Linked DNA regions of Mus musculus: all the other regions are linked to region 2. A link is a contact called in public HiChIP or PLAC-seq and capture Hi-C data. All regions are on one chromosome and are shown on one strand. The core of a region is the stretch at or near the end of the contact, and the rest is flanking DNA. Distances in the headings are between cores, read along the strand shown.

Region 1 (3,095 bases), core at 394-2,893, 520 kb before region 2:
CAGTGGCACTCAGAGCATAAATCCACCTCCCCCCACACACACATGAGAGAGAGAGGCAGACAGACAGACAGGAAGACACAAGAGAGATACAGAGAGACAGATAAAGAGACAGATTTTAAAAAATAAAAAATGTAACTCACAGCAATTGTCAGGATTTCAAAATATATGTGCAGTGTAGAACTGTCTGGCACACATTAAGTGATCCATAAATGTTTGGTATTAAAAATAGAAAGTTCTGCTGAAAAAAAAGCTATTAATATGTCTTTGGGGTAACAAACCATCCTAAAATAGTAGGGTTACCATGGAATTTTAAAAGACATGATAATGATATTGTGATTACAGAGAAGAATGTTATTTTGCTTTTTGAGACAAGGTCTCACGTCTCTCCACCCACCTCAGCCTCAGGAGCGCCGAGATTAAAGGTGTGCACCATCACACCTGCCTCAGGAAAATGTTCTTATTCTGAGGGGATGAGTGCTGAAGTATTTAAGGATAAAACTGTGGAATCTATCGCTTTCTGATAATCTAGTGAAATTATATACGTCTCCTTGATCCAGTTTCCGTCAGCAAAGCCAACAAATCAAAATCAAATGTAAAAATACTATTGCTGACTGAGTTAGTTAGACTGTTCTGGCAAATGTCTTTTCCCCAACTTCTCCTGTATGTTTGGAAATTTTAAATGGGAAATTTGGTAGAAGAAGAAAGGACCCTAGCTATAGGCTAATGAAGAAGGGCAACAAGTATATCCTGCAGAAAGAGGACCGTAAACTCAGGGAGTGAGACAGCTAATCAAGGTAGGAAATCGGGAGAAGTCTGACCTGGAGTCAGGTCTTCTGGCTGCCTGTTGTGGCACCTACTCCAGTTTTATGTCATGGCCGACGCTGCTGACCTGTGGGCAGCCAGGCTGTAGAAGAAGTACCCAGCTCCCCTCAGACACAGATCTGGGGTTATTGTGGATGTGTTCAAAGACACCTGTGTTGGGGTTTCCTTTCTGCTTATTAAGTAGATAAACCATTTGATTGGAAGGCCTAATGCCAAATTACCACCTTGGAGAGTGGGCATACCGGTTTGGCATGTGGTTTTTGATTAGTGGTGGTAATTGGGTATTGTGGGAGTGTGTATAAACTCTGGGATGGCTGTAGGGAGACAGAAGTGTAAGGGGTGGGACCTGGACTAGGAGGATCATAAAGAAAGACTGGCTTCCATAAAAGAAAGGGCCCTAGGGAAAACCTGGGGATGAAATGTGCGTATGTGTTTTAAGAAAATGCTCTCTTATATCTGCAGCATTTTCCCCTAGCTAATGGGATTTTACCCATTTAAGGAAGCAGAAAGGAGAAAAGAGGGAAGGGAATGTTCCCATAAGGCTGGGTAGTGCTTGGGGCAGGACGGGAAGGTTAGAGTGAGAATTTGAAGGTGTTTGGAAAGGTAAGAGGCTGGCGGCCTGTGGATGGTGGGGCCTTCCGTATTGCAGGCCGGGTGCCTTGCAGCAGAGCCCATCTTCTTTCTTCAGCTTCTGGAAGTCCCCGGAGGCGGTGGAAGCTAGCGCAACGCTCTAGGCACTCCTGCTGGGGGGGAGGGCAGGCAGGAGAGGCGGGGCGCTGGGCGGGGCGGGACGGGGTGGGGCGGGAGCGGAGCCGGTGGCCGCGGGCGGGGCTCCTCTCCGGCGGGTGCCGGAGTCTGGGGGCCGCGGCTTCCCCCTCCCCGCCCGCCGAGGCGCTGGCCCCTCCTTCCCCCGCCGCCCCCGTGCCCGCCGCTGCTGCCACTGTCAAAGATAAAACCGGGCCATTGCCTGCAGGAACCCTGGCAGCAGGCGATCGGGTGGTGAGGAGCCTCCGGCGCGGCCTCGCCTCCCCGGTCCGGCTCCCGCGTCAGCACCGTGGACAGCACGGACCACCTTTCAGGGACCCTCCGGTCGGCAGGAGCGCGCTTCAGGTTTCGGCGATCTCATCAGTACCGCGGACAGCGCCCAGGCCCTCGCTGGCCTCGGCCAGCCCACCGGCTCTTCCTATCAGCACCGCGGACAGCCCCCCTGAACCAGCCCAGCGACAGCCAAGGACTGGTCAGAACGCCCTGAAGATGGCCACTGAGGTAGGGCCCAACACCTTAACCCGCAGGCAATGCCTCAGGGAATGATTCCCCACTAGGGGCAGACTGGGCACGAGGAGAAGACGGGGGTGGATGGGGGTAGAGGGTGGTTCCCTGGGTTCATGGTGGGAGGTGTGGAGTGGCATGGCATATAAGCAGAGCTTTGCTGAGGGGTCCCTTCACCTTTGACATGTCAATCTTGCCCATGCCACTCTGAGCCCTGGGAATCTACTTGTTACCAATAGCACCAAGTCCCAGCTGGTCTGGGGTTTCCCCTTCTCCTGAACACAGGGTTCTGACTCCCTAGAGGTTTGGAGATCCCTGCACACCTGTGTAAGGGGAGGGAAGGTGGCCTACTGCTGTTGTTGCTATGCGGTGCAGTATCCTGCTTCTAACCCAAATGCTTGTCTAGGGAAGACACACCTTCCCTCACATCCACATTTCCTTAGGAGGAGAACGTGGAAAAAGACATGCTCAGGCCCAGAACCCAAAGGGTTGGTTTTAATGAACCTCCTGCACCAGCCCCCACTTTTGAGAATTTCTTTCCTTCTCCATTTGAGCTGCTGTTCTCAGTGTATCCACATTTGCCTGTGAGGGGGAAGCGACTGTGTGCTTCACAGTGTGTCTATAGACCAAGGGACCTGTTAGCTAAGGACAAAATCTTGGCATAATGTGTAAGAAGTCGGGACTTGTGTCTCTACCCCCAGAGGTTACTCCTCCCCGGGGAGAGCTCTTTACGCATGGTGAAGCTGACATACGGAAGAAAGGATTGGCTCGGTACCCACACAGCATGCCAACAGCAGAGCTGAAAGTTTCTTTGAATTTTTAGAGTGTTGCAGCACACTGGGTCTCCCCAGCTCGGCTGCTGCCGGCTTTTGTGGTGACTCCCCATTTCCAGCCTAGCTGGACCACTGCCAAGGAGGAGAGCAAAGGCCTGTGAGTGATTCTGTGCGGTGCCTCTGGGATTCCGGCGAGTGGCATGACATCAGTACCAAGTGCTACTGCCATCA
Region 2 (3,258 bases), core at 40-2,539:
TCCACTGCCGCCTGTTCCTGAGAGTGGACAACCTGGACACGGGCTGAGAAGTCACAGGTTCCCCCATTTTAAGGACCACAAGCTAGAAGGTGTCCTTTATGTGGAGCAAGCGTTGATGACACATTAGCTCCTACCTCCTCTGCAACTGGACAGTTTATATTTGGGTCACTCATTCACACACAGGTGGGGTCAGCAATCCCACCCTGAGCAGCCCCAGGGAGCGGTGAGCAGGGATGGGTTACTACACAACCCATCGCAAGCTGGCAGGAGGTCCCAGTGAAAAGCTGCATTCGGGTTTGGTTCTGGTTGGGCTTTCCTAAGGTCCCATTCAACTCAGAGATTCAAACTCCTCTTGGGAGGCCAGGGAACAGAGCGCTGTTGCACCTTCCTACCGGGTTACGGGGTTCCTACCAGCCAGGTCGCAACCTCAGCCCAGTAGGCTCATCTTAAGGACAAGAACGGTGGGTAGGTGTTATTCTTATTTCCCGGCTTCAAATAACAAGAGAAATAAGCTGCCTCTGGAATCCTCCCATTTTGATAACAGGCAAGAAGAATCTAAGGCGGAGGAGGAAGGTTTGATCCTGGGGATTTTGAAAGCAATGAAACTCTGAGCCTGGCTGCACCATTCTCGGGCTTGCCTTGATGGTAACTTCCGGTAAGCACCCGCATACTTTTCGGTGGGTATCTGGTTTTACGGTTGCGGCTAACCTCATTTTCTGATCTTTGTTCTCTTTATATTTTGCTCTAAAAGGAGGAAACTTTGAAGAGAAGGGCGATTCTGAGAAAAATCCCCTGCACCCACTTTTACCACCCGGGTCACAGTTCTCTCATTGTCCCTAGCAAACTGTCCCCGTGGCCTCTGTCCCGCCTAACACAGCTCAGTTGGGGGGTGGGTGCGAGGGGTGGGGACTATAGCCTGTGATGCTCCAGCAGGAGCAGCTGGCCTAGGAGGGAGTCTCTCCCTGCGCCGCTTAGCACCGCCTCACTGCGTGGCTCCGCCCAATAGCTGCTTAGCACTCTTTCAACGACACCCAGAAATTCTGACGTACCCTCCCCCTCTCCTCCCGGGGACGAAGGCCTGGCTTGTGACGCCCGCTCCAAAAGGCATGAGACTGATGCGGGTTTCCCCGGGTGCCCGGGCCTCTCCAAACTGGGAGAGCTTGCCGGAGGTGCCCACCGAGGGGCGACCCAGGACTGCGCTTGGTCACCCACGATGCCCACGTACCGGATCCGCGGCTCGCACCGCCCAGCGTGTAGCCAGCCTGCGGCGCGCTTCCGGGTAGGACACGTGACTCAGCCACATGACCGGGGCCTGCTTTGTGGGTTCGAGCCCCGCCCCGTCAGGCATTGCTCACCCTTCAGGCTACTGTGCTTGCTGGTCACCCGCCGCTAGGGAGCCGTGCCACGTTCACCCTGGCATAAGTAGGTATCTCACTGCCTTTAGAGGCACCAGCTGAGCCGGTGACATTTCTAGAGTCTCTTTTGCTTGATTTAGCTAAAGGGATTCCCCACAGATTTACAGAAGGGGCAACTGAGAACCCCGAGGGAACCCCCTTGCTGAAGAAGGAACAAATGGAACCAGAACCCAGGTTTCCTTGCACCTTCACCTGGCCCTTCCCAGCCTTTCGTTTTCTTGCCGAATCTAGTTGTAGGTGAAAGGTACCCTTTTTGTGGGTGCTTTCCCTTACTTACCTCCAGGGGGCGGAACCCGTGTGTCTTAGTCAGGGTTTCTATTCCTGCACAAACATCATGACCAAGAAGCAGTTTGGGGAGGAAAGGGTTTATTCGGCTTACACTTCCATACTGTTGTTCATCACCAAAGGAAGTCAGGACTGGAACTCGAGCAGGTCAGGAAGCAGGAGCTGATGCAGAAGCCATGGAGGGATGTTCTTTACTGGCTTGCTCAGCCTGCTCTCTTATAGAACCCAAGACCACCAGCCCAGAGATGGTCCCACCCACAAGGGGCTTTTCCCCCTTGATCACTAATTGAGGAAATGCCTTACAGCTGGATCTCATGGAGGCATTTCCTCAACTGAAGCTCCTTTCTCTGTGATAACCCCAGCTGTGTCGAGTTGACACAAAACCAGCCAGTACACCATGCAGAAGAGCCCAGCTACCTTTGGGCTCCTTGATTTACAAAGGTTCCCAGTCTGACTGAGGGCTGCATACACATTAGGGCTTTTGTCTTGAACCTGCGAGTGATTGCATACTATCAAGATTTTTATGTGTATTTGGAGGGGCAGAAAGAGTGAAGAAGGCCAATGGAGTCCACAGAAGAGGTTGGGCGCCTACCACAGGTCCTCATTGGGTACCTTGGTGCTTCTGAGAAACTTTGTGTACGACCCAGCATGAGCACTCCGCACCCACTAGGCAGAGGCCAAGAGCCAGTGCTGCGGCCACTCTAGCTACCTAAGGTACAATTAAACAACATCGCAAACGCCTGCGCCTGCGCCTTCGCCACCACCCTGCTCAGCCAGGCTCCACAGTACAGCCACAAGCATCAGTCTCCTGGAGTCCTGAATCTGCCGACACTATCCTGACTTCGGTCGGTCATTTCCCCCTTGTTTCAAACAGTTTGTAAGCCTGAATAACTGTTACCCGTGAACAATTTATAACTAATCTAGTCCATGTTACCTGATGCTAGTGACTTGTGTCTTGCAGATGACTAAAGAATGGCGCCGATCATCTCTTCATGTGGTTTTTCTCTTCATTTGTGTAGCTTTAAAATTTTTTTTGCTTTCAAATAAACATTTATTCATATCTTCTACCCCTTTTATTATTATTATTATTAATCTATTTTTAGCCATTGACTTATTATTGGATTGTAAGATTTCTTTATGTTGTAGATATGTTTTAAGTTAGATATATATTAAAAATACCATTATTTGATCTGTCTCTGTGTGTGTGTGTGTGTGTGTGTGTGTGTGTATGTTTAAGTGTGGCCCATGAGTACATGAGGAGTTTACTACTTTTTGGTCAGGCTAGCTGCCAGCAAACTCTAGAGTTACCTCCTGTCCCGGCCCAGTCATGAACACCTAACCTAAAGTCCTCATTTTATAGATGAGGACTCTGAGGGACGGAGAGTCTGGACAATTTCTCTTCTGAAGTGATCAAAATGGGTCTGGTAGTGCTGCCGTGGCCTGTGGATGTGGCTTAGCTTCTGCACCTTCAGTGGCCCAACTGCCCACCTTGCAGTTTGCTCTGTAACTCATTCCTCTGAACGGAAACTTTCTCTTTTGGTGGGAGGAGGAGCCTCTG
Region 3 (3,097 bases), core at 331-2,830, 580 kb before region 2:
AGTGGTGGGGCGGGGGGGGGGGGAGATTTGAATGTTCCAGCTGTGGGGGCTCACGGGAGCGCTCACTATCCCAGTTAACAGGCAAAGGTTGCCTGCTGGGAGCTATGGGTGTGTATGTGGGGGGCGGGGGAGATGCTAGGGGCTCAGGCCAGTTTGGAAGAGGACAGGCATTCTTGGAGAAAGGAGGAGGGGGTGTGGCCCCCAGATATGGGACAGCTTTGAGGACCTGCACAATGAAAAGGAAGATGAATCAGAAATCAGGTCTAATGGCAGTATAACGAGCCAGTGGGAAGCAGGGCTTGGGAGCTCAAGATGCTGGACTTCACTGCTGGGCAAAGAAGGTTCAGAAAAGTAAAGTACCCAAAAGCCTAGGAATTGGGAGGAGGGGAAGTTAGGGTTACAGGCCTTGAAACGAGGGCCCTCAGGGCTTCCCTAACCACCCGCCTCTTCTCAAAGTTCCCGAGGTCAGGGAAGGAGTAGCGCTTGTCTGGGTGTCGGCAGTTCAGGTCAAAGAAACTGCCTAGCGACCCCAAGCATCCTTGAGATGAGGAAAGGAATACGGCATTTATGAGGGACGTCTCCAAGGCTTCCAGGGATTCCGCAGCTCGGAAAACCGAGCGTGCTGTGAGTTGCACAAGGTACAGGTCAGAGTTGGGAGAGAACTAGTGGGAATACCCAGAGCTTCAAGTTTATAAAGGTTGGAAGGAAAAAGGAGACAGTGCCAGGGCGCTGTGTATAGGGGCTTGGCACCTATCGGGGAGTACAGATGAGGGTTTGGGGAGAGGATCAGTCCGAGGCGCTCTGGGCGCAAAGGCGCTACCTGGAGGCGCGGTGGCAGGCAGGTGCCCGAACTGCACCGCGATGCAGAGGTCGTTGTCCAGGGGGAACTTGTGGCAGTGCAGCATCTCGGGCCAAGGGAAACCGTAGGCCTCCATGAGCGGAGCGCAGCCGGCGCGCACGGCTTCGCACAGCGAGCGGCAGGGGTAGATGGGTCGGTCCAGGCAGACGGGAGCGAAGAGCGAGCAGAGGAAGACCTGGGTGTCTGAGTGGCAGCGCTTGGCCAGCAGTGGCAGCCAGCTGCTTGCCTGCTGCTTCACCTCGGCCAGGCTCTCGTGCTCCAGCAGGTTGGGCAGCCGCATGCGCTTGTAGCCCACCGTGTGACAGAGCGGCAGATCGGCGGGGATGTCGAGGCACTGCGGTGGCTTGGAGTAGGAGCGGCCGTGCAGCGGCTCGGCCTGCCAACCGTAGTAGTCGTACTCCTGGCCGCGTGTTGGCGCCCCATGCAGCGCCCCGAGCAGCAACGCCAGTGCGGCCGTCCGTGCGCTCCAGGCCACCCACATGGCTGGATGTTGCGGCCTGCCCCGACGGCTCGGTGCTCGGCGCCCCGCTGCCCGGCGTGCGCCCCGGCTGGGATGTTCCCTGAAGCCGGCTGCTACTAGGGTCGTCCAAGTAGGTGGCAGTCTCTGCTCCGCTCCGCTGCCGGAGTGATCCAGGCGCCTCCCACCACGGGGCTCCAGCCCAGGCTTCGCCGTTCCCTAGCCAATCTGCAGCCGCTGGTCCCCCTCACCTCCCACCCCCGCCCCGGGTTGGCGGACCTGGGAGGAACCCTGAGTCTTTCCCGCCCGGCTCGGGTCCCTCGGGTCCCGCCTCGCCTCGCGACCCTGACCCGTCAACTATTCTGCTGCCCAGACCTCTCCTTGTGCCTTTTCCTGGGGGCTCAGCATTTTTTTCACCCTTGCCCCCTGCTTCGTCTTTTTATCTCTCTCCACCACAGTCTCTCTCCTGTTCCTTTTCTCACTCACTTCACCTGCTTATCTCTGTGCCTCGGCCTTTCCCTGCTCGGCTCTGGTTTCCCTTCTCCAACACCTCCATCGCTCTTCTCAGATAATGGAGTCTCTTGGCCATCCACGCCCTCCTGGCCAGGCAAGCAGAGCTTCACCCTGAGGTCTTTAAGTATGCCCTGAGGTTCTGTCCAATGCCAGGCACTTGGCAGCCCTCTAGGGATAGCAGATGGCTAAGACAAATCCGTGGCACCCGAGGGGGCAGGGTAAAGGGAATTTTGGCTTCTATTTAATGAATCCCTACTAAGTGCCATGCATAATGTGCATCACTGAACGACCTTATAAACATCTGTTTATGTTTTTTTGTTTTTGTTTTTGAGACAGGGCTTCTCGGTGTAACAGCCCTGGCTGTCCTGGAACTCAATTTGTAGACCAGGCTGGACTCGAACTCACAGAGATTCTCCTGCCTCTGCCTCCCGAGTGCTAAGATTAAAGGCATGCACACCCCGCCCGGCTATCCATGCCCTTTTCTAATGAAAGCTCACACCCAATAGGTGCTAGCTGTGCTTGGAGACTGTCCTAGGCACATTTCATAACCTACCTCATGGAATTTTCACAGTGATGCCCTAAGGAGGGTAGGAACCATTTATTATCACTACTTTACAGATAAAGATGCTGAAGCTGAGGTCAGGTGAGGATTCCAAGTGGCCATTGGATATAGGTAGTGCGGTTCCAGAGTCAGAGCACACATCAACAACCTGAAGGTCTGGATTCTGAGGATTTGGAGACGTGGGGTTAACTGTCCCAGGGTCATGCGCTAAGGAGGGCAGGGTCTGATTCAGGCGGTAGGCTCCAAAGAGCAGAGTCACTATTGTTGGGCAAGATAGAGTCCAGCCTGGGCAGGAAACACTGTGGGTGTAAGGAGAACTGCTTCTGTCCTCCAAGCAGACATCAGAAAGGTGACTTCCAGGATCCCACGCTTAGTGTCTGTCTGGGTTTTGTCTTCCTTGACTTTTCTGTGAGAGGAACTGGAACAGAGGCTTGCGGAAGGAGGCTCTTATTGGTTTCACCAGACCTCTGGCTTCCCTTCCGGGGACGAGCTTCCAAAGGGCCGGGGGTGGGAAAGTGGAGTATATGTGAGGGGGGTAGGGATTGAGGGGGTAGGGACTGGCTCCACTTTGAATAAGGAGCGTTTCTCCCCAATTGTCCTTCCTTCTTCTCTTTGCTCCTCAATATTTCCAGGGCTCTTGGCTTCTAACCGACCTGCTCATGTAGCGGAGAGAGGTGGACCCACACTATAGTATCCACTCCACACA

Evidence for each region. HiChIP or PLAC-seq counts read pairs in DNA pulled down with a chosen protein or histone mark. Capture Hi-C pulls out chosen DNA fragments and counts their contacts.
Region 1: a contact with region 2 is called in an H3K27ac HiChIP or PLAC-seq map of embryonic stem cells, with 6 times the contacts expected there. The contact joins the promoter of Golga7b here to the promoter of Hps1 in region 2. A contact is called at or near these places in 4 of 39 promoter capture datasets (the 3T3-L1 cell line, embryonic stem cells, hippocampal neurons and 1 more), 5 of 115 datasets of contacts at active chromatin or transcription factors (the NIH/3T3 cell line, embryonic stem cells, large pre-B cells and 1 more) and 1 of 9 other capture datasets (embryonic stem cells).
Region 3: a contact with region 2 is called in a capture Hi-C map of embryonic stem cells, with 4 times the contacts expected there. The contact joins the promoter of Sfrp5 here to the promoter of Hps1 in region 2. A contact is called at or near these places in 8 of 39 promoter capture datasets (the 3T3-L1 cell line, 3T3-L1-derived adipocytes, cranial neural crest and 3 more), 7 of 484 Hi-C or Micro-C datasets (the HL-1 cell line, the N1E-115 cell line and embryonic stem cells), 6 of 115 datasets of contacts at active chromatin or transcription factors (embryonic stem cells and large pre-B cells) and 1 of 9 other capture datasets (embryonic stem cells).

The regions. Positions count from the first base shown.
Region 1 is chr19:42,254,096-42,257,190 of GRCm38.p6, forward strand. Golga7b (golgi autoantigen, golgin subfamily a, 7B) reads left to right here and starts at 1,644. Exons shown (of 5, transcript NM_027694.2): 1 at 1,644-2,088. The coding sequence starts at 2,077.
Region 2 is chr19:42,778,689-42,781,946 of GRCm38.p6, forward strand. Hps1 (HPS1, biogenesis of lysosomal organelles complex 3 subunit 1) reads right to left here and starts at 1,290. Exons shown (of 20, transcript NM_019424.3): 1 at 1,226-1,290. It overlaps Gm16244 (a long non-coding RNA gene), which reads left to right and starts at 344. Exons shown (of 2, transcript XR_386720.3): 1 at 344-655; 2 at 752-2,886.
Region 3 is chr19:42,200,672-42,203,768 of GRCm38.p6, forward strand. It overlaps Sfrp5 (secreted frizzled-related sequence protein 5), which reads right to left and starts at 1,581. Exons shown (of 3, transcript NM_018780.3): 1 at 821-1,581. The coding sequence starts at 1,340.